Linked DNA regions of Sus scrofa: regions 1 and 2 are each linked to region 3. A link is a contact called in public Hi-C and HiChIP or PLAC-seq data. All regions are on one chromosome and are shown on one strand. The core of a region is the stretch at or near the end of the contact, and the rest is flanking DNA. Distances in the headings are between cores, read along the strand shown. Region 1 holds the start of SCRN2 (secernin-2). Region 2 holds the start of HOXB2 (homeobox protein Hox-B2). Region 3 holds the start of SNX11 (sorting nexin-11).

Evidence for each region. Hi-C and Micro-C count contacts between places; a contact is called where the count stands out from the background. HiChIP or PLAC-seq counts read pairs in DNA pulled down with a chosen protein or histone mark.
Region 1: a Hi-C map of liver shows a contact between it and region 3, with 4 times the contacts expected there. The contact joins the promoter of SCRN2 here to the promoter of SNX11 in region 3. A contact is called at or near these places in 3 of 47 Hi-C or Micro-C datasets (embryonic fibroblasts, liver and retroperitoneal adipose tissue) and 1 of 2 datasets of contacts at active chromatin or transcription factors (alveolar macrophages).
Region 2: a contact with region 3 is called in an H3K27ac HiChIP or PLAC-seq map of skeletal muscle, with 3 times the contacts expected there. The contact joins the promoter of HOXB2 here to the promoter of SNX11 in region 3. A contact is called at or near these places in 1 of 47 Hi-C or Micro-C datasets (embryonic fibroblasts) and 1 of 2 datasets of contacts at active chromatin or transcription factors (skeletal muscle).

The regions. Positions count from the first base shown.
Region 1 is chr12:24,093,215-24,096,709 of Sscrofa11.1, reverse strand. SCRN2 (secernin-2) reads left to right here and starts at 1,547. Exons shown (of 8, transcript XM_003131533.4): 1 at 1,547-1,675; 2 at 2,059-2,232; 3 at 2,535-2,716. The coding sequence starts at 1,634.
Region 2 is chr12:24,798,642-24,801,940 of Sscrofa11.1, reverse strand. It overlaps HOXB2 (homeobox protein Hox-B2), which reads left to right and starts at 1,442. Exons shown (of 2, transcript XM_003131546.4): 1 at 1,442-3,221. The coding sequence starts at 2,837. LOC106505099 (a long non-coding RNA gene) reads right to left here and starts at 1,435. Exons shown (of 5, transcript XR_002337153.1): 1 at 1,021-1,435.
Region 3 is chr12:24,349,520-24,352,693 of Sscrofa11.1, reverse strand. SNX11 (sorting nexin-11) reads right to left here and starts at 1,414. Exons shown (of 7, transcript XM_021067103.1): 1 at 1,250-1,414. It overlaps CBX1 (chromobox protein homolog 1), which reads left to right and starts at 1,637. Exons shown (of 5, transcript XM_021067108.1): 1 at 1,637-1,873.

The DNA.
Region 1 (3,495 bases), core at 298-2,797, 260 kb after region 3:
CAGCACACCTGCCCACAGCCTGCCTCCTGGGGAAGCCTCGGCCTCTGCCTTCAGTCTCATCCCTGGAATGACCAGAGGCTGGGAAGCTGTGGCCAGGGCTCTGAGCAGCAGCCCTGATTGACAGTCTGGATGTGGGTGGGGGAAGTATGTAATCTGCAGTGTCTCCCCTCCCCCCGTTCCTGGAGGGCTCCATAGAGCAAAAGGGTGTGAGATGCATTTGCTTAAAGGCTGGTGATAGAGGAGTTCCCGTCGTGGCGCAGTGGTTAACGAATCCGACTAGGAACCATGAGGTTGCGTGCAGGTTCGATCCCTGCCTTTGCTCAGTGGGTTAACGATCCGGCGTTGCCGTGAGCTGTGGTGTAGGTTGCAGACACGGCTCAGATCCCGCGTTGCTGTGGCTCTGGCGTAGGCTGGCAGCTACAGCTCCGATTAGACCCCTAGCCTGGGAGCGACCCAAGAAATGGCAAAAAGACAAAAAAAAAAAAAAAAAAAAAAATTGTTATAAAAAAAGGCTGGTGATAGAGATGGTTTATAGAGGAAAAATGACCAGGAAAGCAGAAAATCTGGGCTCGGAGTCTACCTCCACACAAATATATGTGCCCTCTTGGCCGGACTTCTCCTTTGCTGTTTCAGTTTCACTAGATGTAAAGGCATCAAATCTTTAGACTAGAAATTTCCAAATTTCCTTTTATTGTTTTTTATTTTTTAATTTTTAAATTTTTTTTTTTGGCTTTTTAGAGCCACACGTGTGGCATATGCAGGTGCCCAGGCTAGGGGATGAATCCGAGCTGTAGTTGCTGGCCTACACCACAGCCACAGCAAGGCGTGATCTGAACCACCGTCTGCGACCTATGCCACAGCTCATGGCAACTCCAAATCCTTAACGCACTGAGCAAGGCCAGGGATCGAACAGCCTCATGGATGCTAGTCAGTTTCACTTCCACTGAGCCATGAAGGAAATGCCCAAATTTCCTTTTAAAGCTAACTTCCAATGGTTTGTTTGAGCACTCGGAGGCAGAACTGGCCTTTTGGGGGTCAGAAGGATTTTCTGCACTTGTGCTTTTTAAAAAATGCATTATTCTTAAATTATTCTAACACCTCTTGGCCTGGGACCACTCTTATAGATCTTATTTCCAAGGGGTTGGGAGTGGGAGGTGGGTGATGGCGGGGAGTAGGAGGAACAGGGGAGGAGGGTTGAGGCGGGGGTGGGGGCAACCACCTGGAATTGTGCTTTTGGAATTCAAACCAAGATGCAAATAGCTGAGGTTTCTCCTTCATCTCCAGATGGCCCAGCAGTCCCTGGTCTCTAACAAATCAGCCAGGTTTTTCCTTCTTCCCTTTTCATGTGGTTACCTTGCCACCCCCACCTCCCGCTCCCGGCAGGACCCCATTGGAAGAGCTCGCAGCTTCGTTGTGGCTTTTATCCGGCCTGGAAGTGACGCTCGGATAGCGCAGGTAGGCGGCCTGCAACACTTGGAGGGTCGCCTCGCTCCAAAAAGCGGTGCTGGCGCGCACCCTGGTGGAAAACGGAGGAACTGCAGATCCGTTTCCGGCTCCGCCCCCAGGTCCAAAGCCTTCCAGGTCACCTAGGAGCCTCCGCCCCTTGGGACCGACCTGACTCGAAGCCGAGGCAATGGCTCTCAGGACTAAGCTGGAGATCTTGGAGGGAGAGAGGGTGAGGGGCGTACAGTACTGGAGCAGCGAGAAAGGGTGGACAGAAGAGGGGCGTGGGACTCTTGGAGGGGGGTGGGTAGCGCGGAAAAAGCTCCCGCGACAGTCTCAAAGGGCCAAGACCCCCGTCTTGGCAGGGCCTTTGGGGCGTGCGGTCGGCGCATGTCTGAGAACTCCCGATCCTGAAGCTTGGGGAGAGAGTGGGTGTCTCTGTTAGCGCACGCTTGAGCATCTAGTGTGCGTGCGGTGCTGAGCGTCCAGAATCCTACGGCGGTGTCTTCCCTGAGTGTCTGCTCAAGTTGGGAGAGGGGCTTCTAGGACTGCGCCCCGGCCAGGACGGTGGAGAGGTGGCTTGAGAGGGACATACTCATCCCCACCTCCCCCCAGATGGCATCGTGGAGCCCTGACACCCCATGTTCCTGCGACTGCTTTGTCTCAGTGCCCCCAGCCTCAGCCATTCCCGCCGTGATCTTTGCCAAGAACTCGGACCGACCCCGGGATGAGGTGCAGGAAGTGGTGTTTGTCCCAGCAGGCACTCACGCCCCTGGAAGCCGGCTCCAGGTGGGTTAGGCCTTATAGGATGCTGGGTGCTCTGGCAGAACTAGGCATTCTTCTAAGACCTTCCTTCTCTGCTCCCCACTCCTGGAAAGCTGCCAGATGTGGTGAAAGAAGCATGAGCTTTGAGTCTAGCAATTGGGAACTAACCTATAATTTAGCCTCTGGATCTCAGTTTGCTCATCTGGAAAACGGGAATAATAAGTGCTTCCTCAAAGGGCTGTGGAAAGTGATGCGCACCAGGTCCCCACTTCGTAGGTACTCCCCCTTTCTGAGTGGACCCTCTCTCTCTCCTCCCTTATCTCCAGTGCACCTACATCGAGGTGGAACAGGTGCCAAAGACCCATGCTGTGATCCTGAGCCGCCCTTCTTGGCTGTGGGGGGCTGAGATGGGCGCCAATGAGCATGGTGTCTGCATTGGCAACGAGGCGGTGTGGACCAAGGAGCCAGTTGGCGAGGGGGAAGCCCTGCTGGGCATGGATCTGCTCAGGTGTGGACCCTGCCTTCCCTCGTCCCCTCCGTACACCAGTAATTTGGGGCTAAGACCTGACCCGGGCCATCTTCCCAAGTCTGGTTCATAGGCGCTGCCCACTTTGGGCCTACTTTATCATCTCCAGGGAGGCTGTCCCTGCCCCTCCTCTCTCCTGGCCCCATGTCCACAGTCTGGAAGGAGGTCCCAAATGTGGCCATCTTTGGATCTCTCCTGGCCCAGAAATAGGGCAGTGGTTTAAACTTTTTTTTTTTTTTTTTTTTTAGGGCCATGCCCTGGGCATATGGAAGGTCCCAGGCTAAGGGTCGAATTGGAGCTGTAGCTGCTGGCCTACACCACGGCCACAGTAAAGTAGGATCCAAGCCACATCTGTGACCTGCACCACAGCTCACAGCAACACTGGATCCCCGACCCACTGAGCAAGGCCTGGGATCAAAACCGCCTCTTCCTGGATACTAGCTGGATTTGCTTCCGCTGAGCCACAGCGGGAATCCCCCCACCACATTTTTTATTAGAGTTGATTTACAGTGTTCTGTAAATTTTTTTCAATAGGAGTAAATTTTTTCAAATGAAACTTCATGTAGAAGTTTGATTTTTTTTTTTTTTGGTGTTTCTTGGGCCGCTCCCGCGGCATGTGGAGGTTCCCAGGCTAGGGGTCTAATCAGAGCTGTAGCTGCCGGCCTATGCCAGAGCCACAGCCACGCAGGATCCGAGCCGCGTCTGCAACCTACACCACAGCTCACGGCAACGCCAGATCCTTAACCCACTGAGCAAGGCCA
Region 2 (3,299 bases), core at 193-2,692, 450 kb before region 3:
GGCTCATCCAAGCAGCAAGCAATTTAGCATTGGTTCAGGCTATAATTTAAAGGCATAAGAGCGTGCAAAGTTTGATTGGGATCAAATAACGCTCAAGGGTTTCTCTTTCCTTCTGTCTTTCTCTCTCTCCTCCTCTACCCTGAATAACATTTTCTGAATAATGTAAGTAGATGAAGCACCATGTTTGGCTCTGGGGGTTAAGAGGATTGATTATTTACCTAGCGGAGAGAGGCAGGCCAAGTCAGAGAATTAAGCTCTGAAATTTAGAGTTTGAAAAACAGAGCTTTTGGCTTGAAACTGGAATTGCAAACATGAAGAAGAATAAGGGGTGCCTTGGCTCGGTGTCCCCCTACCCTTCTCTCTGAGAGATGTCAGGCCCTAGCTAAGCAGCCAGGGTCCTGGGGGAAATATCAGGGCTCTAAGATTCACAGCACAACAGGGGGGCGGGGAAGGGGGCGTCTCTGGGAAGGAGGGTTCCCTTGGCCCCTTTTAACACCCAAGTTTTCTGCTGTTCTCTAATCTGGCCGTAAAATCTGTCAGCAGGGTTAGAGAGGGCTGTATTTCCTGCAGGAACAGCCGGAGAGAAGCCTTAGACCTTGCAGCCAGCTGGAGAGGCTGTGAAAAAACAAAACAAAACAAAAAAACCTTCCAGGGCTTCTCGAGGGGGTGGCCTGAGGGAGAACCGTCTCAGGCCTCACTGCACAAGTGGCCAGACAACTGCTCTTGGGCTTCTTCTCTGCCTGCTCCCCACTCCCACCCCCATCCCCACTTCCACATGGCAAAAATCACTTTCTTGGGAGCCGAGCGGGACACGACCGACCGTTTCTGGCTGGTTTGCCCCGTTTTTCAGAGCAGCTCGCTTGGATCTGAGCCCTCCAGAGCCAGCCACCCCCTGGCCCCCCGGAGCCCCCACCTCCAGCTCCCCTGTTTTCATCCTGCCTGGCTCCCACCCCCACCCTGCTCCTCAGCGTTCTCTGTCCTGTTTCATGAGTCACACCACCCACGCGGAGGAATACTCACCACCACCCACTCGGCTCTTACAGTGACAGAAACTTTCTAGCTCCCGCTGCCCGGGCCGGAGTTGCCATTTCTCTGCTAACCAGGCTTGGCCTCCTCCTCGCCGGGCAGGCGGCAGCGAGCAGGGAGGGGGAGGGGAGGCCCGAGCCGTGGGAGTTCTCCCGGCAAACTTTCCACCCAGCCCAGCGCCCTTCCGCGGTCCCCATTTCCCATCTGTTTCCCGGCGCGCCCAGCATCACCTTTCTCTTTTGCTTCACACCCCCCACCCCCCAGGCCTTTTCAAGGGATGTGGAATTTCGGCTGTTCCCTCGGCTTTCCCAAAGAGCCAAATTCTTTGATGCCATCAGAGCGAGCTGTCAGGGGGCTAAGATTGATCGCCTCATCTCCCCTCGGTCCCTCTGACCCACTTATTTAAAAATCTTACCCCAGATCGACTTTTCATTTTCTGCTTTGAGATCTAGTTTCCCACCAAAGGCTTGGGGCCGGAAGTCTTGTGGACCTTCCCTCTGGTAAACGACAGCGCTCCCGAAAGCGCATACGCACCCCATCCTCTGAAAAGAAATAAATGACAACAACAACAACAAAATTCCCCCCAGGGGCCAGAAATGGAATATCATCTCAGTGGTCATCATTTGCCCACCACCTCCATGTTCAGGGAAGACTGTCACATCAGGGATGTTGATTAATAATTAATTAATGAGCACAATGGCAAAAATAGGATGGGAGTCCTAGGGGGGAGCCCCCCCCCTTGACCTGAGGTTTGAGAGTTTTCTAAACTTAAATCCGTGGCTACCTTGGTTCTTATTCCCATTCCTGGAATATAGAGGCAGATTCAGGCCAGAAGCTTGAGTGGGTGTCTAGGCATTTTAGACCCTGTTGGTTGGGGGGGGGGTCATAGGGGAGGGCGGAAACCTCCAGGTGAGGAGAGCGGGTAGACCTGGGGGCAGGGGCAGTGCTGCAAACACTGGGCAGACAAGGGAGCTGAGACCACACAGCTTTGTAGGCTAGAGGCCCAAAAGGGCCCCTCACTATCTATCTCACTCCTCTGTGTCAGCCTAGGAGTGCTTGTCGATTTTCCAAGATTTATCTGTTGCTTTTGGGGGGAGTGGGTGGGACGGGGACAGTGATGCTGATGATTGTAAATCTCTTCTCTGTCCTTATTGCACTGCTAACAGGGACCTTTCCCAAAGGGAAAAAAGCCTCCTTCTACCACCTCTTCCTCCCACATTCAGATCCTCACTCTTTGGGGGGAGGGGGCAGGGGAAGGGAATGCTCCTGGCCTTGTAAAGAAAGCCTCGATTTACTCTATTTAAAATATTTGGGAAAGAGGAAGATTTCTCCCCTAGGTTCCCTTGTTTTCCTTTCCAGAACATCCCATCCTCTGAAGGGGAGGAGGGGAAGGTTCCTTTAGCTTTTCTGGAGAAAGGGAGGCATGAGGGAGAGGGAGCGTAGGACTGGGGGGCTCATGATGTCCAGGTCATGGTCCTCTAGAGTTTTTGAATCAATTAAAGCAAATAATGCTCTCTGTTTTCCACCAGGCCCAGACGAGCGATTGGCCAAGGCCGGTCCCGTGACCACGAATTCCCTGCAATTTTGCTGGAGTCCTGGGTTTTATAGAGAGAGTCCCCATACGCTTGTATTTATCAGCAATATACAATTATAAAGGCCCAAAATTTTAAAAAAAAGAGAGAGAGATCAAAATCGTCCCTTCCCAAAATCGCTCCATCACACAAACCTGGGGGGGGCAGGAGGGGGGGTCCCTTCCGATCCTCCCTCCTGACGCCCCCCCAACAGGCCCCCTCCCCCACCATTGAAAGCCATGAATTTTGAATTTGAGAGGGAGATTGGGTTTATAAACAGCCAGCCATCGCTCGCCGAGTGTCTGACTTCCTTCCCCGCTGTCTTGGAGACATTTCAAACTTCATCAATCAAGGAGTCGACATTAATTCCTTCTCCTCCTCCTTTCGAGCAAACCTTCCCCAGCCTCCAGCCCGGCGCCTCCACCCTTCAGAGACCCGGGAGCCAAAAGCGAGCCGAAGATGGGCCGGCTCTGCCGCCGCCTCCGCCGCCGCTCCCGGCCACCCCCCTGGCCCCCGAGTTCCCCTGGATGAAAGAGAAGAAATCCGCCAAGAAACCCAGCCAATCCGCCACGTCTCCCACGGCCGCCTTCTCCGTCCTGGCCTCCGGGGTCGGATCGCCCGCAGGTCGGTGAGCGGGGTAGGGATGGGATGAGAGGCAGTTAGAAAGAGAGGGGGAGAAAGAGCGGTGGGGGAGGTAGAAAA
Region 3 (3,174 bases), core at 165-2,664:
AGCAAGTTCCCCTCCTTTCCTTTGGGAATCATACCACTTAGAAACTAAAAGCTATAAACTGGCTTTAAAAATCCTAGGATCTCCAAGATGGTATAAACTTAAGTCTAAGTTCACAAAGCACTAAGAAAGTTTCAATGGTAACTTTCCTTAGAAACAACGGGGCCACAAAAACCTAGACTTCAAGTAATAATTTTCAGCAACTACTATTCTCCATCAGCTTCCTCCCTGTGCACTCCTTAGGAGGAAATAAAGCTCATTTCAGCCCTTGGAGGGAAGAAGGAAGTTCTTAATTTTAGCTCCATGATCTAGGAGATGGATCCATGTGTCATCTGACTAAGTATAGTTTCAGCTACTTACTTGGCACCAGCACCAGGAAGTGTAGCTTCCTGCGACCCTACAATCACATTTGAAGTTTTCCTTTGCTTTTCCCAGGACCTCCAAGGAAAACCCAGTTTGTTTATAGGGTAGATTCCTTGTAAAGCTTTCCAATGCCTCAACAATTCAAGGTAGCAATTCAAGGCTTTAACTCCACCATTTTCCCTCAGATTTAAACTACTTCAAGAGACAGGTTAAGAAAAAAAAATCAGGTGATAAAAAGTATACTGAGCCACCAAGACGCTCATCCTTGCTTACTCAGCCTTCAGCTCTTGGTGCCAGATGGCAACTCAAAAACTCTGCTTCGGAGAAACACTCACAGGTGGTAGAAGGAGCTCTCCTGTCTGACCAAGCTCTGCCTGTTCTCAACCAAGCAGCTATGCTCCATCTTTTGGTGATCTGCAACTTGCCACTCTCTCCACTTGCAAGCTGAGACACAAAGGCGACCACAATCTAGTGCAAGAGTCTTCTGGGTCCTCGTAAAATATGTGTCATTAGTCTTAGTCCTAGCGTTTGGCTAAAAGTCTCCAAACTTTTACTCCGGCCACACCCCCTGTGTTCCTAACGAACTAGGAGCAAAAAAGGCCACATAGTCCTTACTCCCTTTTGCCTACTAAGCCTGAGGAGTGGGAAGGAAAGATGCTTTACACTTTATAAATAAGTGGAAAAGCCGGTTTCCTTCCTCGGATACTGAGCTAGCCCTGCCTTCATCTCTGGAGAGGAGTCGGTTCCTTCCTCAGGATGTCCAGCAAGGTCCCCACCCTAAGCGCCACTGCTGACGCTCAAGCCTGCAGGCCTTACCTAAGACCAGAGCCCACGCCCCTTCACCTGACAGCAGCACCCACTCCCCGCGGACCCGCCCACTCCCCCTCACCTGAAAGCAGCGCCCACTCCCCACAACGACACCGCTGACAGCCCAACATATAGTCAGAGTCCCGGCTTCTCCTTCCGGGTGAGCTGCCGGCGCCCCGATGCACGACGGGAGAAAGTTGCCGGCGCGCCAATCCCGGGTGCCCAGACGCCCCGCCCCGCAGGCCCGGGCTCTCAGTGGCAGCCTCGCCCCGGCGGTGCGCTCCGCCCAGCGCTGGCCACTGCTGGAGTAGCTATTCCTACCTCTCCCCTGGGAGGCTGCAGGGTGGACGTGGGCGTGGGGAGACAAGAGGCTCTGACGTCCAATCCAGAGCCGCATCCCACCCATCGTTGTCAGGCCCAGCCAATCAGTGGCCAAGGAACAACCCCGAAACATCCCAAAGTGGGTCCCGGGGCAGAGTGTGAAGGGATGATCAGCGGTCTAGAGTGTGGCAGAGTCCAAAGCGTGGGAACCTCGCTGAGCCTGGGCGAGTCCCCATGTGAACCCTGGCTCCAGTTCCCCGGCTTTACCAAGGAAACACCAACTCAGATTCGAAGACCAGATTGTCGGAGCGAAAACCGGCTGAGGACTTTGCAGCAAACACCGGTTTCACTTGCGGAGCAAGCCCTAGGAAAGATCGTCCAGCCAGTTAGTAAGAAAGAAAAATACATTGACTACGATGTTTATGTTGTTGAAATGCCTTTTAACTATCTGCTTAAAAATAATTTTAGAAAAGCTAATATCAAGGGAAAAGTTGCAGTCGCAAATACGAGCTCTGGAGTTTAAAGACCTGGGTACAATGACCAGCACTACGCTGACCGTGTGATCTTAAATCTTTATGTCTTAAGTTCCTCTTCTGTAAGGTGGAGAAATCTCATAAGGTAAGGTCCACGTACCCCAAAGCAGCTTTTCTCAAACTTGTTGGTCTCAGGATCCCTTTACATTCTTACAAATATTTAAGGACCCCAAAGAGCTTTTGTTTATGTGGGATGTTCACCGGATTAGAAATTAAAACTGAGAAATTAGAAAAACGTATCTATTCACCTAAAACTAATAACAAACCATTACATGTGAACGTAATTTATTTTATGAAATATAACTACACTTTCCAAAACCCAAAAAAATTATCGAGTAGAATGTTATTCTATTACCATTTTGCAAATCTCTTTCATGTTTGGCATAATAGAAGACAGCTGAATTCTTGTATTAGCTTCCCCATTCTCTCTTGTGATTTTGTTTTGGACTAGGAAATGAAGAAAATCTGGTCTTACACAGGTACATAGATGACAAGGGAGAAGTATCTTTAGCCTTCGATAATTGTGGATACTCTTATTGTATACTAGCAAAACTCATCAAATTGTAATTTTTTTTTCTTTTTCTTTTTTGGCCTCACCCACAACATGTGGAAGTTCCCCAGGCCAGGGATCAAACCATTGCCACAGAAGCAATTGGGGCCACTACAGTGACACACCAGGCCCTTAACCCACTGCTCCACAAGGGAACTCTAAATGGTAGTTTCTTTAAGGTTAGTTGCAATGGGAAATCTGAAACCATTTGGAAAATACTGGTTTTCTGAGTAATGTAGATCTTCCAAATATTAATGTATTTCACTTTTCAGTTTTTTTTTTTTTTTGTCTTTTTGCCATTTCTTGGGCCGCTCCCTCGGCATATGGAGGTTCCCAGGCTAGGGGTCGAATCGGAGCTGTAGCTGCCAGCCTACACCAGAGCCACAGCAACGCAGGATCCGAGCCATGTCTGTGACCTACACCACAGCTCATGGCAACGCCGGATCATTAACCCACTGAGCAAGGGCAGGGATCGAACCCGCAACCTCATGGTTCCTAGTCAGATTCATTAACCACTGCGCCACCACGGGAATTCCACTTTTCAGTATTTTAAATATCACGTTTATTAAAATGTGATTAAAAATCACATTTAAGGGGTTCCCG